Regions from separate parts of the Mus musculus genome. Here region 1 is linked to region 2. Evidence: chromatin contacts called from public Hi-C data. All regions are on one chromosome and are shown on one strand. The core of a region is the stretch at or near the end of the contact, and the rest is flanking DNA. Distances in the headings are between cores, read along the strand shown. Region 1 holds the start of Mtr (5-methyltetrahydrofolate-homocysteine methyltransferase). Region 2 overlaps Mtr (5-methyltetrahydrofolate-homocysteine methyltransferase).

Region 1 (5,549 bases), core at 1,685-4,184, 47 kb after region 2:
AACAATAAGGAAAATTTAAAAACCAAATCCTCCCAATGACTGTCCTTTCCCTTAGCATAGTGTGGGCATTCACTGAAACTTTATTCTTCTGTAAAGAATGCGCCCCACCTCAAAGTTTCTGTGTTCAGTTCATTAGGTCTAGAATATTCTGTGTGTTTTACAACTTAATAGAGCGGATTCTATGTCTGATCTCAGCAGGAAAGTAAAGAAGGGACGACTACTCTATGTAGAACGGATTCTCTGACACATCTTTTAAGGTGAATAAAAGGCGGCATGGTTTCATAGTAACTCCCAGTAGATGATTAGAAACAGCTTTATGTTTAATATCTGTGTGCATGTAAATAAGTGCTACATAGAAAAGAGTTCTGAGACCCGTCCTGGTGAATAAGCCCATGAAGCAATTGTATTTTCCCCAATTTGAGTAGATCCTACAGCTTTGTAGAATCGGGTATTTCGTTGTTTTAGGTTTTGTTTTTCCTTCTTCTTTTCTTCCTTCTCTTGACTTGGTACCATTTGTCTTCACAGCAAATATTCCAAAGGATAAATAGATGTAGAACTGGTGACAGCACCCACCAGATGCTGAAAGGAACATAAAGTCAGGTAGTAGCCGAGAACTACCTAAGACTGGGCTACAGCTCAGGGTAAATCACTCGCCTAGCATGTACGAAGGCTTACAGCAGACTCCCTAGCACCCCAGCACTGCAAACAAACAAGTGAAAACCAAGCAACTTAAAGAATAACAAGTTATAGGACAATTAGTTCCTAATATGGGCCTGTAAGTGACATGCTACAGTGTCAGGAACACAGCTCCTCTGGAGAGAATGGCCTTAACAGGGGTCACAAAAGGACTTCCCTTTCACAGGACAAAATGGTGTAGAATAAAAAATACTTCTCTTTTTTGCACTACAAGCAAACTACCTCAATGCATTCTCAGCAGTTTCCCGCTTTGGCTACTTTACAATCTGCTCCACAAGCTCCTTGGAGGACACATCTTTCATCTGGGGCCTCTAATCTCTAGATTGAACTGATTTGCTACATTTTATAGGCATCTGTTCACATATTATCTCATTTTTGAAATATTTTTTTCTCCCACTAATTTTTAAAGGCCAGAAGAGATCTGAGCTGCTACCAATTCACTGGCTCCTTTTATTCATTCTTCCATTAGTCACTCTTAGCTAAGTTCATAAAAGCATGCAAGGGAGAAACATGAGATCACTAGAAGCTGCAGCAGAAACTTTCTCACACACAGGGTCTGAGGTTATACCCTCTCCCTGACCATCTGCTGGAGGGATTTACTCTTGGCAAGCATTCCACCACTGAACCATATCCACAGCCTGGGACATATCCAGCTTTCAGTTCAACCTTGAAGTTCGGTAATCTTAGTTCTTCCTTGAGACTTGACAGTATAACAGTAAATAACACAGAAAGAAACAAAAAACAAAAGCTGGACACCAGTGGCTAAGGGTTTTTTAGGATGTTAAAGCAACGTGGTTGTAATACCAACACATAGGTGAGAGAGGCAGAACTATTTCTAAGCTACAGGTAAGGAGCCTAGAACTTGATGTTCACCCATGGAGGAAAGTGGAGAAGAGAGCAGGGCCAGGTGCAAATAGCCAACCATTTTCTCTCATTTTCTGCAAGGGATCACTATTTAATCTATTCTAAATTTTCAGAGGCTTTCTGCAGCAATAACTATATTCAATTACTCTTCTTTTTCTAAAAAGAAAGGAAGAAGCCTGAAGCCCTAAAAGACTAAATAACCATGCCGTAACTCTATGAAAAAGAGCGATCTTTTTTTATAGCAACAGCAATGTGCTGCCGGGCAATGTCCCACTGGTTTCAAGAACAATTCTACCAGCCCTATTTGTCAGATATTCACCCTCCTCCTAGGGCTACACACTATGCCACACCATACTCACTGTTCTGTCTTAAAAAGAAACAGGATCTCATGTTACCGAGGCTGGTCCAGAACTCATTGTGTTCCAGAGAATAGCCTTAGACGTAAACCCCTTCGAGTCTAGCTTTATGCAGAGCTAGGGATTAACTAAACCAGAGCTTCCTGTCCGCTGGGCAAGCACAACCTGATGTCCTTATTACTAATTCTCTCGACTCTACGTCTTACCTCACTCACACGTCTTATAGGAATCTCTCTCCAAATCTTTAAGACACTCAAAACTGAAATTATACTCCCTTTGTGTCTTTTCTCATTGTGGAGGCCAGAGCCACCAATATCCGAGTAATTTGCGATTACTATTCTGCCTTCCATCCCCACTCCTGGGTACTGAGAGTCCAGTCAGGCAACCGTCAAGCTAAAGCCAGAGTTTCCAAAAGTAAAGAGTAGAAAAGGAAATTAAAACCCCACGTGGTTCAACTGTCTAGGCTGCCTTACCGGCCTCCCAGCATCTGAACTCGTCTCGGGCAGACAGCTTTCCGTAAACATTTACTGAATACAGTTATATCATGCAGAACTTCCCAGGAGCCCCGCGGGAAGTTGTTGCTAGAAGTTGCAGCGCTAAAGGCAGCGCTCGTCGCTCCGCCACCGGACCGAGCGTGTGCGGGTGAGTGAAGAAAGAGACCCAGCAAGGACCGCGTCCCCCCCGAACTCCAGGCTGGGTCTCCGAAGGAGAAACTCCTGGAGAGCCGAGGCACCCACAGAACCGCTAGACCTGGATGGAGGAGTTACCGAGTGACAACAGCGCAGGCGACGCGCCGCCAAGAGTCCTCCTCAAGCAGGGAAGGCTTGATCTCCAAAGAATTCCACCGCGGGCGGCTCCAGCCAGCGTTTTCTGGCCTGACGAACTGACAAGATCCCCGAAGCTCCAGAGCCGACACACCGGGCCTCCGGGTACCGTGCCTCGGGCACGCGCTTCTTACGGAACTCCCAAGCGCAGAGCTCCCCGCTACAGAGCAAGGCCGCAGCGACAGACTAAAGGAATTGACGACGTAGAGACGGCCGCCGCCGCCACTGCGCCGTTAGCTCTCCGCTCAATCTAGCCTCCGGCAGGAGGGCCCGCCCCCTTCCCGGCATGTGATTGGCCCTCAACAGCTCCTCGCCGCCGTGTATAGGCTGTTGGTCGTTACCCAATCGCCGGAGGCTTTGCTCCGTGGCCCTATGGGAGATGTAGTCCTGAGTACTGGGTCCCTATGGAGACCAGAGCGTCTCTTCCCTGAGTTCTGGAAATGGTTCCCAAAGACCTCTCCAAGTTCTAGTCGAAAAATTCATACTATAGTATTGGCTCTCATCAGTGGTGGAGTATCAAGGGCCAGGAATCTGAAGTCAGAAAATTAATTGTAGCTTAGTTTTGCAGACACTAAATATCTTGTCTCCCTCATCCACAGAAAAGAAAGACTAGAATGAAAGTGACTATTAATTTATAGGCTTGCAACAGGGGTTAAAAAAAGAACCCGTGAGTACACTATGGAAATTATGAGGCACTATAGATGCTAATGGCCACACTGATACTAAACATTTACTGAGTAAAACACTCAAGTTGAGATACACACTTGGATAGCACAAGTGGGCCAGTAAGAACTTGCACAAATAATTAAACATGGAAAGAAGAAAGTAGGAAACATCCCAAAGGGTTTATGGTATTCTAAGGCAAATAAGTATCTGGGGCAGAGACGGGAAGATTCCTGGGTTTTGCTAGCTGCCAGTCTGAATGAAAAGCCAGTGAGCTACAGGTTCAGAAAACAATCCTGGCTAAAGAAATAAGGTGGATAGTGAGAAAGGAGAATACAGATGGTCTCCTTTGGGCTCTGCAATACAGGAGCTCATTTATCTTAGCACACAGACATGCATACAATGCACACACGCACACACACACAAACAAACAAAGTAGTTGGGTCTTAAAGGAAGGGTATATTTTTTTTAGTCAGAGGAAATACACAAATAAAACATAACATTTTTTTCCCTTAGGAAGATCAAAGTTCCCTCCAAACCTAATTTGATGTTTTATTACTAGAAGCAAAGACCAGCATGGCACAGCATCACTCCAGAGGAATTAAGGAAGCACCTTGGGCTGCTTCACTCACATTCATTTGAAGAATGGATACCCCCTACCTCAGAATGCTTTAGGGAGGGGCTGCTACCCTTACATGGTTCCTTATTAAATTTGAAAAGTGCCTCAAAAGTTTTGACACCAGAAAGACACCCCAAAAACATGTGTCTAAACTGCAACTTCAGGTGAATATGACTAAAGCAGTTACATTGTGAGAAGTGCTGAAGGTATGAGATGTCTTCCCTGGCACAGGAGTGACCATGGTTCCTCACCACATGGTGTAGCCACCTGTCTTAGTTAGGGTTTTACTGCTGTGAACAGACACCATGACCAAGGCAAGTCTTATAAAAAACAACATTTAACTGGGCCTGGCTTACAGGTTCAGAGGTTCAGTCCATTATCATCAAAGTGGGAGCATGGCAGTATGCAGGCAGGCATGGGGCAGGAGGAGCTGAGAGTTCTATGTCTTCATCCAAAGGCTGCTAGTGGAAGACTGACTTCCAGGCAACTAGGGTGAGGATCTTATACCCACACCCACAGTGACACACCCATTCCAAGCAGGTCACACCTATTCCAAGAAGGCCACACCTTCAGATGGTGCCACTCCCTGGTCCAAGTTATACAAACCATCACACCACCCATGAAGAAGTTTCCCTTGAGCTGAGTTACAGGGACATTTGCTCCCTGCATGACTGCGAGCTGAGCAGTGTTGGGAGGGCATCCAGGAGGTGGAGGAGGAATGTTGCCAGCGGTGGCACCAGCTCCAAATCTGGCACCTGCATCATGCCCTCCTTCCACCAACACTGCTGAGCCAGGTGAATAGTTGGGACCAACTGCATAATAAGCCATGGGTATTGTGGAACCTAGAGGCCCAACAGCCACAGACTGGGCCATAGGCAGATACAATGAGGCGCCAGGAAATGCAGCTGACATGGTGGGGACTGTGGCAGCCCCTGGATGAACAAAGCTTGGACGATAGAGCTCTGAATATGCAGGTGGAGCATCAGTATAGGGTGGAGCCTGAGGAAGATGTAAGGTCTGAGGATATACTGGATTCCCAGGAGGTTGCACAGGGTAGGTAGGCTGTGTTGGATTGAAAGAAAAATAAAACTTGAGACCTGTGATTCATGTAATTTATGTCAAATAGCCCAAAGAGTTGTTTGTGAGCTTTGAAGCCTGGGACTGAGAACATAGCAGAACAGGCCAGGACATGCCCGGGCAGGCCTGTCGTTAAGACATTCCTGAGGCTGCTTGGCCATAAAGATAAAGAGAATGCTAAGACATGTCTGGACTGGCCTGGCGCCTCCATATCTCCCGCCCTTCTGACGTGGATTAAATGTTAACCAGATGCTCTGCTGTTACTTCGATCTGCACATACAGTTTGCTGGTGTTTAAATAAACCAATCCTGTGAAACCGCACCAATTCCTCCTACAGCCCCAGACCCTTTTCTATAAAAACCCCTAGCTTTTGAGCCTCGTGGCCAACAACCGTTGTCTCCTGTGTGAGATACATGTCGGCCCAGAGCTCCATCATTAAACTACCTTGTG
Region 2 (5,931 bases), core at 2,670-5,169:
GAGCATGTATTTTCATTTATTTGTCAATAATTCTAGAAAAAAAAAACCCAAAACAAAACAAAAAAACAGGTGTGATGGTTCATCCCAGAACTCAAAAAGCTGAGGCCAAAGGACTGCCATGGATCAGAAGCCATGCCTCTAGCCTGGATCTAGCCAGCTCTGGGATCCTGCTTCAGGGCTACACAGTGATACCCTTGTCTTACATGAACATCTCTAGAACCAAATACCAGTTGTTGACAGTGAGTGCTGAACACTGAGGCAGGAAGTGGCTTGGCTGTCATTCTTACTGCATGCCCTCTTATATGAATGGGTTTGTATCTTATCCCCATATTCCTTTTTACAAGAAGTTTGTTTTGTTCTTGAATTAACTAACACTATGGAACTCTAAAAAAAGGAGAGAATTCCAAGTTGACAGAAAGTGCACTGGGCTCTGCTGGTATTAACCACAGCAAATAGATGCTGGCGGTGGCAACAGATAGCCTCTTGGGTTTTTAACATACTGAAGAAAATCTAGTAACTGGAGATGTTTTGTTTAAGATAACTAAGTATATACTGCTGAATATAAAACAAGGCTAAAGAGCAAATAGCTTTTAAGTTAAGACAAAAAAGTATGCACCTCAAAGCTGATTCTTTACAACACTACATAACATTTTTGACAATTCTGTTGTGAGCCTAGCCTTTTATGGCTGAACCATGTCTCCAGCTCTGTACATGTTCTCAAATGTGACTAAAAATCATCAGAACACAGACAATTACCTTGCTCTCACTGTTCTCTCCTGCTTTATCTTGTTGCTTTCAGGTACAACTTCCAGGAATGAGAAAAGCCAAGGTGAGTGCTGTAGTTAAACAGACACAGGAACCGAGGCTGTGGGGAACGGACAGAGACTACACACTAACGGGGGATGGGCTGGTCATGCCTGTAAACACTGTAAAAGGAACAGCACCCAGGGGTTGGGAAGAGTGTTTTCAAACAGGAGTGAGTTAGGGAGATGGTCTTAAGATGATGGCAACTAATTCTATTTCCAAAATATTAGTTTGCAATTTCAATATAAATGGGGCCCTTTAAACACTTACATGAGCATTATGTCTGAAGCCTAGGAAAAGAGAGCCACATGAAGACACTGGGGTCTTACCAATGGTAGACTGTACAGAGTCAAAACACTGCACAGATTATATGGTTGATGGGCCTAACTGGGGACTCCTGTACCTGTAGCACTAATGCTACCAGACAACTCCCTAGAAAGGCAGGACTTGAGATCAAACCTTCCCTCCTGCAGACGTAAGTCTCAAGATGCCCACTGAGAAGGCACAGGAAAGGTTAAGAAGCACCATTCTAGGCAGAAGAAATGCCCAGGGGCTGAGCCCGGAGGGCTTCCTGTGTTTGAGGATGCTCAGGAAAGAAGGAACCAAAAGAGTGACAAGCAGTGGCCAGTGAGACAGACTGGGGACAGTGAGCAAGGGGGCTGGGAAGCAACCGCAACCTGCAACTTCTTAACCTGCTTTCTTTCAACAAGCCTTGCTGGGAAGTGACTGAAATATTTATAATTTTCTACACATTGTAAGTTTAGGACCTCACAAAGGCAGACAATTCCAGTCTTGAGTACCAATCTAGCACCAAGGCTGCCCCACAGCATCTTCAAGGGCATACAGATAAATGTCATGGCATACTTGAGAAACAGAAGCTCGGAGTTAGAGCCCTGCATGACAAGTGGTACAGTTGAGGCACTTACAGTGTGCGACAGAGACCATTAAGACCAAACAACTAGAAGTATCTCAGGGGACACTGGAGCTACATTTTGGAAAAAAAAAAATTAGTATTACCAGCTAGCTATAGGGAAGAGAAACCAAGGCAGATCCTAAGTCATGACGGCTCAGGGTTATGACTGGCTGAAAATCCTCAAGTGTCCATCCCCCTACCACCCAATCTCTCTAACGTCTCCTTGTGCCCTCCCACTCACCACATCCTTCACTACCTCTTGCTCACTGTAAGTGGTGGATACCCCATGTCTCAAGTTCAAGGCCACCCTGGACTACACAGTAAGACCCTATGTGGAAAAAAAAAAGTGAAGAGGGGGGAAGAAAGTTGTTAATCTTACAATGTGCTTCCTAAGCGTTTAGAATAGAGCTCTAATAGCTGCTAAGATGGCTCTGTGGGGAAAGGTATTTGCCACCTAGCCTGACATCCTGAGTTGGATCCCTGGCACTTGAATGGTGGGCATAACCAGCTCCTGAGCAAGTTGTCGCCTGACTTCCACAGCACTCGCGTATGAAAACACATATACGCACTGTTTCAAAAGTGTAAAAGAAAGGGGGAGAAAAAGAGAGCTTTAGGTATGCATTGTATCTGATTCAAACTCAGAAAAAAATGTTACAAAACATGAGTTACTAATAGTATCCAGTACTATTTTAGATTACAAAGAATTTAGAAAATAAAGAGACAAAACTAGTTATTTTCCTCTTCAGAAGAAATCACAAAGAAAAGTAAAATTGTGCATATACTCAGGGTAACTTAAGCCTCCATCAGTGGATAAATAAGTGAAGAAAATACATAGTCACATGGAATAAAATACTACTTGGCCATAGAAAGAATGAACTCTCTCATTTGCAGGAAAACAAATGGAGCTGGTGGTCATTATGTTAAGTAAAACAATCCAGACACAGAAATACAATCTTTCTCTCAAGTGAAGAAAGTTGACCCTGAAGTATGAGAAAGTTGAATAGTAATTAACAGAGGTAAACAGGGTGAGGAGGAGGAGGGGAATAAAAAGCTGGATGCAGGAGAAACGCTCTCACGCTCCACAGCGGGGCAGGTGCCTCTGTGCACAACCTAGTGTGCATTATGAAGAACCAGAACAGTGAGTCCCCCACTTCAGTAAGGATACATAAGGCGACAATGCTCGATCAGTATACGTTGTACACATGTGTTTCGATGTCATAATACGCTTTATAAACATGTAACTTAGGAATATATATTCCTTGTTAACTAAAAATAGGAGAAAGAGGTGGAGACAGGAAAAGGAAAAGGAAGGGTACAAATGCTATCTCTTCCAGACTGCTGTCCCTGCAATTCACATATCCTACCACTAGATGGCAGCATCCTACTAGCCCAGCACCCAGCTGTGAGTCTTTTTTTTTTTTTTCCCCTTCTTCCACTTGAGGTTGAGTAGTACTCACAGGGCCTATTACTGTTGCTCCCCCTTTTTCTCCCTCCACCCCATCCTAAATCTGGGCCATACTTTCTGGTGGCAGCCTACAGGAAAGGACACGAAAGAAGGAAGCTTCTGCTCGTTGCTTGCCCAGGCTGGCCTGGAACTTACTATGTTAATCTACCCACATCTGCACTAAGTGGGGTTTAAACCTATGGGGTTAAATACATGAGCCATCACATCTAGCCCATTTTTACATTAATTCCTGGAAATCTGATAGGCGAATTTTCTTATATAACTCGTGTTAAATGGGGAAAGTACATAACTGTCTTTTCATAGTTGAGACAGTATATCTAAAATCAACTGTCATGCAATTATCTGATCAAAAATCAGTCTTAATATTCTAACTTACTTCTCAATGGAAAATCTGAATATTAATGAGTCAGTACATTTAAAGTTGATGCAGGTCAAAATAATATTGGCAAGTAAGTGACCCCCAAAGAACAGAGGCTGGTATTTCACTCTAACGAATAGTAAAGTAAGTAGGTGGAGGGAACTGCAGCCCTGATTGTCAAGGCTAGGAAAGAAAGCTGCCTTCAAGACAAAGGCTGGAAGGAAAGGTAGAAGACTGGCCGTGGGAAAAGCTGCCCTCTGGGTACAACCAGCTCTGCATTCCTGAGTGGAATCAACCAGCGTTCCAGGCAGGGACAGGTCAAGTGGTGAGAGGAGAGAGGCTGAGAAGGCTCACTGCTGGCTGGCAGCAGCAGACAGAACATGAGAGCCAGAGCACCAGTGGGCTCCTCTGCCAGAGAGAGAGAAGGCACAGTGGAAAGCAGTCATGACTCCAAAGGACTGCTGACAGGACACTGGGACCAGGGCAGGCTTTAGTGGCTTTTTCATTGAAACATATTGTGAATCAGGGAAACTGTAAACTTAATATAAGCCATTAGCTTATCTGGAAATAACTTTGTTACGAATATTTATTCTTTTGTTGAGTTATCAAAAGGGGGTTATACCTGCATATATCATTCCAACTGCTACTTTAACATCACTGTGATGGCTAACCGTGGTTGTCAACTTGACTACACTTGGACGTGTCTAAACCCAAGTAGCTGGGAATGGTTGTGAGAGATTCTTATTGGCTAGATCACCTGAGGTCAATCTGGCCACCCTTTCTTAGTGGCAGCCCACACAGAAGGACACAGAAGAAGGAAGCGTTTGCTGTCTGTAAACGTTCCCTCGCTCTACTTCTTTAGGATTCCACAGTGGGCTGTGACCTGGCTGGACCGTCCTAAAGACCTTCCTTACATCCAGTCTCACTCACTGACTCCTGGATCCTGGCCTTCCTGTCAGGAAATCACTGCTGCACTACTTGCACCACAGCCTGTTAGCCTCGCGAATAAACCCACTACTACACATACATTAGCTCTGCCAGTTCTGCCGCTCAGAGAACCCTAGTACAATCACCAAGAGACACAGCAGCGAGACTAGCGACGACAAAGCTTTCCTACAGAGTCCATGGTACCAACTCCCCTAAGAACCCAGTCTAGACCCCAGCAGTTCGTTGGGTGGGAAAGGGTACATGTGAGCCATGAGAAGCCGGAGGAGCCTTAGAGACTATGTCCACCACAGATTCTCAAGAAGGCTCCTGGCTGCCTGACCCCTAGAGATTACTTCCCATTCTCTATGTCCTTTAACACATACGTAAGAGACACATAATTATGAACCTAAAAACAAAACAAAACAAAACAAAACAAAACAAAACAAAACACCAAAACCCACTTCATCCATGGGCATCCCTTACCCCAGCCCTTTCAGCCAGTAAAAGGCCATGAAGGAACTGGAAGAAGCCGATCCCCGCTTACCTGAAATTGTTACAGGCCAGCACCACGCCAACTATGTTCTTGCCGATGTCATGCACGTCCCCTTTAACAGTGGCCAGCACAATGGTGCCTTGGTAAGGGTCCTGCAACGTGAGGCAAGCAGTGAGCATACATAAGGGGTCACCAGGGAATTTCCCCGGCCAGCGCCTGGGTGGCTCCTGAGACCCAGACGGTCGTCCCTGGTGACGCCTTACATCAACGCTTTACTGATGAGGTTCCCAACCTCAGAAAAACAAGCTTTCCAGGCCTGGACTAAATGACTTGCCTCTTCTTCAACCGAACCATTAATCAATCTGGCTTCTTCTCTTTCTTTTTCCATGAAAGGGATAAGGTGGCCAACAGCCTTCTTCATGACACGGGCTGACTTTATAACCTGGGAAAAAGCAGAGTTGGGCATCATTAGCAAACTATCACATGGCTGCCGATGCTGACCCATGAAGCTTCAGGACAACTTAAGAATGTCTGATTTGACCTTCCCAGATTTCTAGAGTGAGCAGGATAAGGATAAGGTAGGGAGTGACAATAAATGACAGCAGCAGAGGAAAACCAAACAGAAACCAAAGGTTATAATTTCTGTTTCTGAATTTCTGCTTGGTAGATTGTTGTTTTTTCTGCCTAACATCCTTTTACCATCTCTGAATTCTATTCATCTTCTAAGTTTCATACTTCAATACAATTCATCCCGGCATTCTATAAATTCTGAGGATTTTTAACTCACTGAAAACTGTGCTTTACAGCCGGGCGTGGTTGCGCACGCCTTTAATCCCAGCACTCGGGAGGCAGAGGCAGGCGGATTTCTGAGTTCGAGGCCAGCCTGGTCTACAAAGTGAGTTCCAGGTCAGCCAGGGCTACACAGAGAAACCCTGTCTCGAGAAAACAAAAACAAAAACAAAAAAAAAAAC

What was found. A called contact is a pair of places that touch in the nucleus more often than the background predicts.
Region 1: a contact with region 2 is called in a Hi-C map of 8-cell embryo, with 2.1 times the contacts expected there. The contact joins the promoter of Mtr here to the enhancer-like site in region 2. A contact is called at or near these places in 12 of 39 promoter capture datasets (the 3T3-L1 cell line, 3T3-L1-derived adipocytes, the HPC-7 cell line and 8 more), 2 of 15 datasets of contacts at CTCF or cohesin (the G1E-ER4 cell line and pro-B cells), 58 of 484 Hi-C or Micro-C datasets (8-cell embryo, B cells, the BV-2 cell line and 41 more), 19 of 115 datasets of contacts at active chromatin or transcription factors (the 230-238 cell line, the NIH/3T3 cell line, the SCID.adh cell line and 10 more) and 3 of 9 other capture datasets (adipose tissue, liver and pancreatic islet).

What each region holds. Positions count from the first base shown.
Region 1 is chr13:12,255,179-12,260,727 of GRCm38.p6, forward strand. It overlaps Mtr (5-methyltetrahydrofolate-homocysteine methyltransferase), which reads right to left and starts at 2,935. Exons shown (of 33, transcript NM_001081128.3): 1 at 2,684-2,935.
Region 2 is chr13:12,207,377-12,213,307 of GRCm38.p6, forward strand. Mtr (5-methyltetrahydrofolate-homocysteine methyltransferase) reads right to left here. Exons shown (of 33, transcript NM_001081128.3): 21 at 5,295-5,402; 22 at 5,012-5,112. Among named protein-coding and RNA genes, the nearest start is that of Gm10336, 24 kb to the left of the region's middle. Within about 2 kb of position 3,920, at least 14 of the 459 cell types and tissues checked have an H3K27ac peak or open chromatin away from gene starts, as enhancers often do. A contact at or near this core is called in 8-cell embryo, heart atrium, morula and 1 more, where this site is marked.